Regions from separate parts of the Mus musculus genome. Here region 2 is linked to region 1. Evidence: chromatin contacts called from public promoter capture Hi-C data. All regions are on one chromosome and are shown on one strand. Each heading gives the region's core, a stretch centred on a gene start, on an enhancer-like site or on the middle of the called end of the contact. The rest is flanking DNA. Distances are from core to core; before and after follow the strand shown. Region 1 holds the start of Stip1 (stress-induced phosphoprotein 1). Region 2 holds the start of Dpf2 (D4, zinc and double PHD fingers family 2).

Region 1 (4,616 bases), core at 996-3,495:
ATGACATGCAGGAGAGATAAAGGAACAGACAGGAAACTGCCAATATGACATTCCTTTACAGGAAGGTCAAGGGAGAAAAAGAGTACACAGTACACAAATATTCATCTTTGAGCTGGGCAGTGGTGGCAGAGGCAGGTAGAGTTCTGAGTTCAAGGCCAGTGTGGCCTACAGAGTTATTTCCAGGATAGCCAGGGCTACACAGAGAAACCCTGTCTTGAAAACAAACAAACAAACAAAAAAAAACCCCTCGTCTTTGTTTGCAGTTAGGATCTCTTTATGTAGCTATAGCTGACCTGTAACTCCACTATATAGACAAAGCTGTCTATCTGTCTGCCTCTGCCTTCCAAGTGTTGGGATTGAAGATCTGTGCCACCACACCGGGCATTAGAAATAATGTTTTGGGATTTTTTAAGACAGGGTCTCACTATACAACTCTGGTGGTCCACTTACTTACTCAGAGATCAGCCTGCCTCTGCCTCATTGAGTGCACCATCATGCCTAGCAAAATTAAATCTTAAAATATAAACTATGTGTCACTGTAGGAGTTACCTGGAATTCTACTCTTCAAATGTACAATTTTCCAGACAGGGTTTCTCTGTATAACCCTAGCTGTCCTGGAACTCTCTGTAGACCAGGCTCTCCTCAAACTCAGAAATCCACCTGCCTCTGCCTCCCAAGTGCTGGGATTAAAGGCTTACTTATGCCACCACCACCTGGCTCAAATGTACAATTTCCAATATTCAAACGCATTTGTGTATATGCTAGTGCATGGGGCAGACATTGGAAGTCAGGGTCTTCCTCCAACACTCTCCACCTTACTCTGAGACAGAATCTCAATGAATCTGGAGCTCACAGACAGGCCTGAGATGCTCGGGTCTCCCCTCCCCTCACCGATTTAGTGGGTAAAGGCAATCGGAACCCAGGCCTTCATCCTTAGACATCAAACGCTGAACCAACTGAGCCATCTCTAAGCCCAACGCTCAAATTTGTCATCTTACTGTAAGTTTGCAGTCCACAGGAACACTTGCACACTTGTATAATGGCTGGCAGGATTTTTCCCCACTGAGGAGGGTGGGGAGGATGGACGGGGTAGACCATAGCTCTAAATTCAGGCCCTGTGTTTGATCCCTAGTGCCACACAATGAATGAATGAATGATAATGAAAAACAACCTCTTTTTGTTGTAACAGAGCAAGGTGTTACTCATACCAAAAAAGCGTCTCTCTTGTCCGTACTGCAGTTACAGTTTAATTACTCCAAGGGTACAGAAAGTTGATTAACCTCTCCATTTAGTCTTATTAACAAGGTGAGAGGCCCCACGGTCCCTCACAGTGACTATTCCAGAACAAAAGGTTTTACTTTATACATCACAGTAAAAGTAGTAGTAAGCTGTGCTCTTTTTGTATGTGTGTGTTTGGATGAATCACAACGGTTCAATGACAGCTTCCAAGGTAACAAAACCTCTCCAGGCCTCAGATGCAGGCCACTGTAGCCTGAGCTAAATCACCAAGGTAAGGACGGCAGGTTTCCCTCTGTGCCCCAGATCAGATGCTGAGCGGTAGAGACAGGGACTTCTAGCTCCTCACTATCGGCTCACAACTGTCTAAAACCACTAAATCCTGTGTAATCGGGAACGGAATTTCCAAGGGTCGGATACTCAGTCACCCCACAGTCACTACGAAAAGTGGGGGGAGGGGCGACATATGTATGCCTCAGGGAGCCCTGGTGACACTGTCCGCGCCCGCCTTCTCTGCAGTCGCGCGGGTCCTTTTCCCGGGCGCACACAGATGCCGTGTACCCCGAAGGCTGCTGGGGTGATCGGTCACCGGATCCCTCCAAGTTCGCAGCGGCCGACAGGGGCCTCTCCGCGCTGAGGAGGCCCGGCCCCCAGAAGCTTCGGGGCCCGGCCGCGGCCAGGCCTGTTCCCGCTCCACTCGGCGGGTCGCGGGGGCGACGGGCGCTCGCCATTCTCCCCTCACACGCCCGACCGCGGCTCTCACGCCCGCGCCTCGGCCGCCCGACCCGGCCCCCCAACCACTCGCTTCTCCCCGCCAACAGGCCTGCGCTGCCCCGGGGCCCCGGCCGCCCCTCCCCCTTCACCTGCTCCATAGCCTGGCCCGGAACCCCGTTGAATCGAATTCGTCCGCTCCGCGTTCCCAACCGCACGCGCCGCCTTCTGGAACCTACTAGAAGCTGCCGGGACCCCCAGGTTACCGCCCCTTCCTCGCCTGCTCACTGGTTGAACACGTCCAGGAGGCTCTGCTCGCCCCTTTTATAGGCTTAAAGTTCAGTCAATCATCGTGACTTCTCTTTCATTGGTTTTTTACGGGTCTTCTCTTCAGCCCTGCCTCCTCTGCACCTCCGGATTGGACACTCCGCGGCAAGTCCCGCCTATTTCAGGGCTAGGCTAACTGAGGGAGGAGCGGGTCTTGACGACACGGATTGGTTGGTTAGTCCGTCAATTGTAGCTGGCCTGGCCGCACCCATTGGTCCTGTTCTTTCTGGAAATTTCCACAACTCTCATTGGGCTGAAGGACTCCTAGACGGAACCGCCTTTCAGAGGAAACATTCAATTGGGTGGATGGGTGGGGAAAAAAAAAAATTTGGCCATTCCTGGCGCTGATTGGTTTATGCCGCTGCCCTGTAAGGGGGTGCTCGGCTGGCTGGTGGTTCGTGGGGAGTCGAGCATCTGGCCCGGTGTCGCCTAGGCTTTAACTACAGCGTTACAAGCTGTTTTCCCTGAGTCTGAGACTGTTGGCCCGCGCTTCCTCGCATCCTGACTATTAGGCCCGGAATGTACCCAAAATATTGCGGGCTATGACGGGCCTGCGTTGAATGTTCCCAAAATGCTGCGGGCCACGACAGGCCTCCGCTTTTCCGGCAGTGTCCTGGCGGACCGGCTGCTTGGCCCTTACTCTCTGAACTCAGCTGCAAGCTTTGGTCACCATGGCCTGCCAGCAGAAATGCTACTTGGGTTGCAGGCTTAGCGTGTAGCTTATGGAACGACAGAGACTGATGATCAGGGGTCTGGACAGGATTTGTATAAGGAACGTGGGCTGTGCGGTGCCATGTCTGTGCCAGTAGCACCAATGCATACCCTCTCCATCCGGTTACCCCTTATCTGTTCACTTATGCCTACCTAGTTCTTTCTCCTGCCTCACTTAAGATCGGAGGAAATGAGCGGTGGTGGCATACAGCACGCAGGAAGCAGAGGCAGGTGTATCTCTTAAGCTAGCCTGATCTACATAGTGAGGTCCAGGACAGCCAGAGCTATCCATACCAGAACTATATAGTGAGACCCTGTCTCAAGAGAGAGGGAGAGGGAAGAGGCAGAGTGCTGAAATTACAGGTGTGAGCCAAATGTGGCAAGAGTACTTTTTGGGTGACTGGAGATAGAAACAAAGGTCTTGTCTGTGCTACACAAGCCCTCTACCCATGAGCCTCCAACCTTCTGTTTGACAAAAAGAAAATACAAAGGTTAGGTTTTTTGGTTGTTTTTTTTTTTTTTTTTTTTTTTTAATTACAAAAGGCATGTATACAAAGTGCATGATTAAGCCAGGCATGATGGAGTGGACCTTTAATCCCGCACTGGGATGGGGGCTGGGGGTTAGGTAGATCTGTGTGAGTTGGAGGCCAGCCTGGACTACAAAATGAGTTCCACGACAGCCAGGGTTCTGTTACACTGAGAAACCCAGCCTGGAAAAAAACAAAGACACCACCACCAACAAAAAAAGTGCATGACTGCAATCCCAAATTTTGGGAGTTGGAAAAGGGAGGGAGATCAGAATTCAAGGCCAGCCTGAGCAAATGAAGAAAAAAAAATGGAAGGAAGGGGAAGGGAAGGGCTTGAGATGGCTTGAAAATGTGGTAAAGGGTGTTTATTCCCCAACCAAGCAAGCCAGGCAACCTGAGTTTGAGTCCTTGAACACACACAACAGAGATATATCACCACTTCAAGGCCGACAATGCTTCCCCCCCCCCGCCCCCCCCCCCGACATGTTTTTTCTGTGTAGCCCTGGCTGTCCTGGAGCTCACTCTGTAGACCAGGCTGGCCTTGACTCAGAAATCCGCCTGCCTCTGCCTCCCAAATGCTGGGATTAAAGGCATGCACTACCACGCGCCCGGCTTCGGCTTTTTTTTTTTTTGGTTTGACAATGCATTTTTTTTTTAAACCTTAAAAATAATGACAAGGGCCGGGCATGTAGGTGCACGCCTTTAATCCCAGTACTTGGGAGGCAGAGGCAAGTGGATTTCTGAGTCAAGGCCAGCCTGGTCTACAGAGTGAGCTCCAGGACAGCCAGGACTACACAGAGAAACCATGTCTTGAAAAAACAAATAAAAATAAAATAAAAACTTAATAAAAGCTGTGTTTCCCAGTTATTTTTCTATTGCTCTAAAGAGGCACCATGATCAAAGCAACTTACAAAAGAGTTTATTGACGTTTTCAGTTCCAGGGAGTAAGTCTAAGACTGCTATGGTGGGTAGCATGGGAGCAGGCAGGCAGTCCTGGTACTGGAGCAATAGCTAAGAGATATACACAGAGAAACCCTGTCTCAAAAAAAAAAAAAAAAAAAAAAAAAAAACAGAGAGAGATGACAGAGACCTGGGATAGGGGTA
Region 2 (4,616 bases), core at 1,089-3,588, 1.1 Mb before region 1:
TGAGGGAGGCCTGGAGGGATGACTGGAACGTCCAGTCGGGGCCCCTGCAGGCCAGGTAAGATTCTAGAAGGCCAAGCAGGTGCTCTAGTAGGAAAGATGGCCGGATAAGACTGCATGAGTGTGTGCATGTGTGCGTGTGAAGAGAGCAAAAGAGGAGAGTGCACACAAATTCAAGACTCTGTAGCAAAAAATTCCAAGCTTCTGTTATTCTATGGATAGCCTTATATAACTCTAGAAAGTTTTAAAAACTAGCTGGCAGCCATGGTTATTTTAACACTAGTATTTACTCTAATAAGACCACTATAAAGACTATTTCAACCATGACGTTGTAATTGAGAAAAACAGAAAATTAAGACAGAAAGTCTTCTCACACGGCAAAAAATGAAAAAGATGAGCTAGTGGTCTTTCCCTCAGTGAGTGATGGCAGCTGACAGAAGACAGAAGCATACTATTTTTTTTAAAAAGGCATCAGAAAGGCATCTTTCCAGAGTGAGAATGGTGTGAGAATCAAAGCCTTCCCTGTAAAGGGAAAGTTCCCCGGGGAACATGTTAGGAGCTTCCAGTCTTCTGCACTACAGCTGAGGAGAAGCAAGTTAGTGCCCCACTGATACTCAGGAACCAGTGAGTTAAAGAGGCATGAAGAGCAATGCTCTATTTAAATGGGCACCCAACACTTAAAATACTACACCAATGGGTTGGCAACTCCATTTTCTGCCAGACCATCTTTCAACATGAAGAACTCCATTGACATCTAATTCTGAAAACCTAGGCAAGCATATTCTTTTAGACAGTAAGATTTTCAGGGTAAAAGCTGTGACTCCTCCTTTCACAGGAAACCTGGGGGGTGGGGAGGGGGCACAGGACAACTCCCCTTCCAGGGGAATAAGGGGGGTCCAACAAAGAGAAAGGCAGGGTAATAAAGACTTAACTTCTGAGTCCAGAAGGAGAACTATAAAATTGGTAAATTAACAGCCTCATTTCTAAATTGAGGGAAATGTCAGCCTGAAGAGAGCCGGGGATCCGGAGTGGGCAGATCACAGAGATAATAGCGTTGGGAGGAGGGGTGGTTGAAATAGGCAGCAGGATGAAGCCAAAAGCGAGATTAAAAAAAAAAAAAAAGCCACAAGAGAAGGCACTTAGCTTAATGGAAGTGGAAAAGCATTTTCAAAGAAAGGGGCTGCAAGCAGCAGGGAAGAAGCAACTTAACCTTAAAAAAAATTTTTTAAAAGCCTCTTGGGACGATTGGGGCTCAGCCCACGACAAAGACAGATAAAGCTGCGAAAAGTCCTCCAGAATGGTTCCAAAACCTTTACTTTGTCATCCAGAATCCAAAAGCTTTGATTGGACAGCTGAAACACTTCAATTTCTCTATCCTTACATCACGTCTAACATGGCCATTAAGGGAAGAGAAGGCCATTCTTAAATCCAATGGGCACCCCGTTCCAAAACTCTGATTCTTCTTCAAGAAGGAAGGAAGAGCCTCATCCAAACATCTCCAACTGAGGGGAAGCGACTAGCAGGCCAGTCCCCGTTCCCGGTGTCGCCCAACAACCGTTTATTTCAGCTCCACTGGAAATCTGACCCGCACAATGGCATCTGGGGGACAGAGAACGCCCACCTCAGGGCTCCTGCGGACTGGAAGGCCATCTGGCTCCGGTCTAGTTCCCCACTCCCCGAAGTTCTGCTCTTGGACCAGTTCTTCCCAAGAACATTTTTAGTTTCGTGGACCCCGGATTTCCCGGTTAACGTCACCAGGCTGCTTAAGTCTTAGGACTCCGCAGGGACGGCGGAGCCTATGGCCCCAGGGACGGCGGTGGGCGGGGAGGGGACCCCGATCTCCTAGTGCCGCCGGCCTCGGCTTGGCGGGACTGACGCGTCTCCAGAGAGGGGCCAGGGACCGTGAGCCTCTCCTTCGCAGCCCGCAGCTCCGCTCGGGGCTCGGCCCGCGAGGAGGACACCCGTCGGGGGCTCCGGTGTGCCCCCCTCCAGTCCTCCACAAGTTTCCAAAAGAAGCCCAGCGCCGTCTCCCGAGTCTCCTGTTGCCCTCCCTCCCAGCAGTCGCACAGCAAGGACTTCCCGGGCATGTCCTTCTCTCTACCTTGTCTCTTCCCGCACCTCCCTCTCTACTCCCAGGTCCTTTACAAGATTTCTGGTACATGAGAGATTAAAAAAGAAAAAAGAGACAAACAAACAAAAAAGACCACTCACAGCTTCACTACATTCTCCACCACAGCCGCCATCTTCCCTGTTCCTCTCCCTCAGGCCGGGAGGCCCCGAAACCTACAACGCGCAGGCGCTAAGCCTTCTCAGGACACAGGGTCCTCGACCCTCTGCGCAGGCGCAGCTAGGGGGTGCGCGCACGCACAGGCCCACGAGAGCGAGCGCTCGAGAACGACCTGTCCTGAAGGAGCCTAGGATCCCAGTGCGCAGGCGCGATTGGAAAACTTACATGCCCTCTGCAGCTCATTCTAGAGATCCGTCTCCCCTCCATTTAGTGACGCCTCAGCTAGGAGATCTGGCTCGGTTGGAAAGTGAGAAAGGTAAGTGAAAAGGCCACGCGGATAGGCTAGAAGTTGCAAACAGTGTCCTGCCTGGCTGGCCGTTAGCCACGAGGTTGACACACAGGGAGAGATTGGTGGGTAGGTAGTGAAAGGTCAGAGTCCCAGTCCTTTAGGTACCTCTGTTCCCAGTCAGCCCATTTTAGAGAATGGAAAGTGAGTGCCCAAAATGGGCTGTTCTTGGGCCTGACTCTCATTCGGACAATTCCTGCCAGTAAACCCGGTCCTTGAACTTCACTGGCACCCACCTCTTCTCTCTTGCTTGCCTCTCTCTCCCTCTTCCTCTCCCTCTCTCTCCCTCTCCCCTCTCCCTCTCTCTCCATTCCTTTGCTCTGTATGTCTGTCTTTGTGTGCGTGCATGTGCCATAGCATATGTGTAAGAGTGAGAGAGCAGCTTGGGGATGTGAGTTCTTTCATTCTACTTTGTACCTGGGGGATGGTGGTCAGGTTGTCAGGCGTGGTGCCCAGAGTCCGTATCTGCTGTGTCATCCCACAAGCCCTTGATTGCTATTACCAAGCCATTCTCCACATTGAAAGTTTTCACTGGTGTGACTAGCCCTCTTAGTTCTATACTATTTATTTCTCCTTCAGTATCGAGTTATGCAAATCCATGAACAAACATGTTTCCCCTTAAAGAAGAAACCAGCCGGGCGGTAGGGGCACACACCTTTAATCCCAGCACTTGGGAGGCAGAGACAGGAGGATTTCTGAGTTTAAGGCCAGCCTGGTCTACAAAGTGAGTTCCAGGACAGCCAGGGCTACACAGAGAAGCACTGTCTCAAAAAAACAAAAGCAAAAACAAAAACAAAACAAGAAGAAGAAGAAACCAACAGGACTCCCTTAAGCCCATTGGCACTGCATCTCAGCCCATTTCTTTTCACTCTTTCTAAGCAGATTTTCATTCGTATTCTGTACTGCCCTGTTTTCCTAGGCTCTCTTCTGCTTACTGAGTGCTTTTGTTCCCACCAGGCCTTTTGAAATAACTCCTAACAAAGTCACCAAACCTCGGTTTCAATGGATTTAGAAGCGATCTACTCTCTGTCCATGTTGGACCTGATATATATGTGTATATGTATATGTATGCATAGATTGTCTTTTTTTCTTTAGGAGGTAGGAGGATTGCCACAAGTTCAAGGCCCATGCAGGCTACACAAGCTCCAAGCCACTGGGGCTACATAGAAAACCTGAGGGACAATAGCAACAAACAGCAAAAGTTCCCAGAGCCTCCACTCAAGTGGAAACTTCTGGTTTCCTTAACAACTTAGTCACATCATGTGATGTTTTTCTGGAAGCTGTCTTGTGAGAGGACATGTAATATTTTGCCGAAAACAGATACCTGAGAGAGTGTGTGATGTTTAGAAAGAATATAACTGGAACCCCACGAACAATGAGAGGGAGTTCTTGCATGGCTATACCATCAATGCTTCGCTGGTCTTCACTTCATAGGGAGAAACTCACTCGCCAAACAACGTCTCGTGGTATCCTGGCTGACTCTGGCCGCTTCAGCAGAGCCTGGCTGTTCCTGCTGGATTGTGCTACTGCTACAGATTCATGTTTGGTGTTTGCTATTGAACTGGGCTGCTTATATCCTGACACGGAAGAGTGGAATCGCCCAAAGCAAGTACTTCTAATCAGGTCCACAACTCCCTTTGCCTTTAACCTTGCTTTTTCCCTACCTCTGGTTGGTGGGCTAAAAGGGAGGGTTAAGAACCCCAAATAAAGTCAGTTTTGAAAAACCTAAGCTCACACTACACAGCGGCTCTGTATAAATCCAACTCCAAGATCCAACATTCTCTTTTGACCACTATAGACACCCTGGCTCAATGGGACGCTATCTTAGTTAGACACCATGACTAAGGCAACTCTTATAATTACAATATTTAATTGGGACTGGCTTACAGTTTCAGAGGTTCAGTCTATCACCATAGCAGGAAGCTTGGCAGCATCCAGGTAGACATCCAGCATCCAGGAGGAGCTGAGAGTTCTACATCTTATTCAGAAGACAAACAGGAAAAGACTGACTTCCAGGTAGCTAGGAGGAAGATCTCTCAAAGCCTA

Evidence for each region. Promoter capture Hi-C pulls out the DNA fragments that hold promoters and counts their contacts.
Region 2: a contact with region 1 is called in a promoter capture Hi-C map of pre-B cells, with 2.6 times the contacts expected there. The contact joins the promoter of Dpf2 here to the promoter of Stip1 in region 1.

Annotation. Positions count from the first base shown.
Region 1 is chr19:7,037,781-7,042,396 of GRCm38.p6, forward strand. Stip1 (stress-induced phosphoprotein 1) reads right to left here and starts at 2,246. Exons shown (of 14, transcript NM_016737.2): 1 at 2,100-2,246. The coding sequence starts at 2,108.
Region 2 is chr19:5,910,533-5,915,148 of GRCm38.p6, forward strand. It overlaps Dpf2 (D4, zinc and double PHD fingers family 2), which reads right to left and starts at 2,339. Exons shown (of 11, transcript NM_011262.5): 1 at 2,209-2,339. The coding sequence starts at 2,240. It overlaps Gm42067 (predicted gene, 42067), which reads left to right and starts at 2,422. Exons shown (of 2, transcript NR_168272.1): 1 at 2,422-2,540; 2 at 4,005-4,299.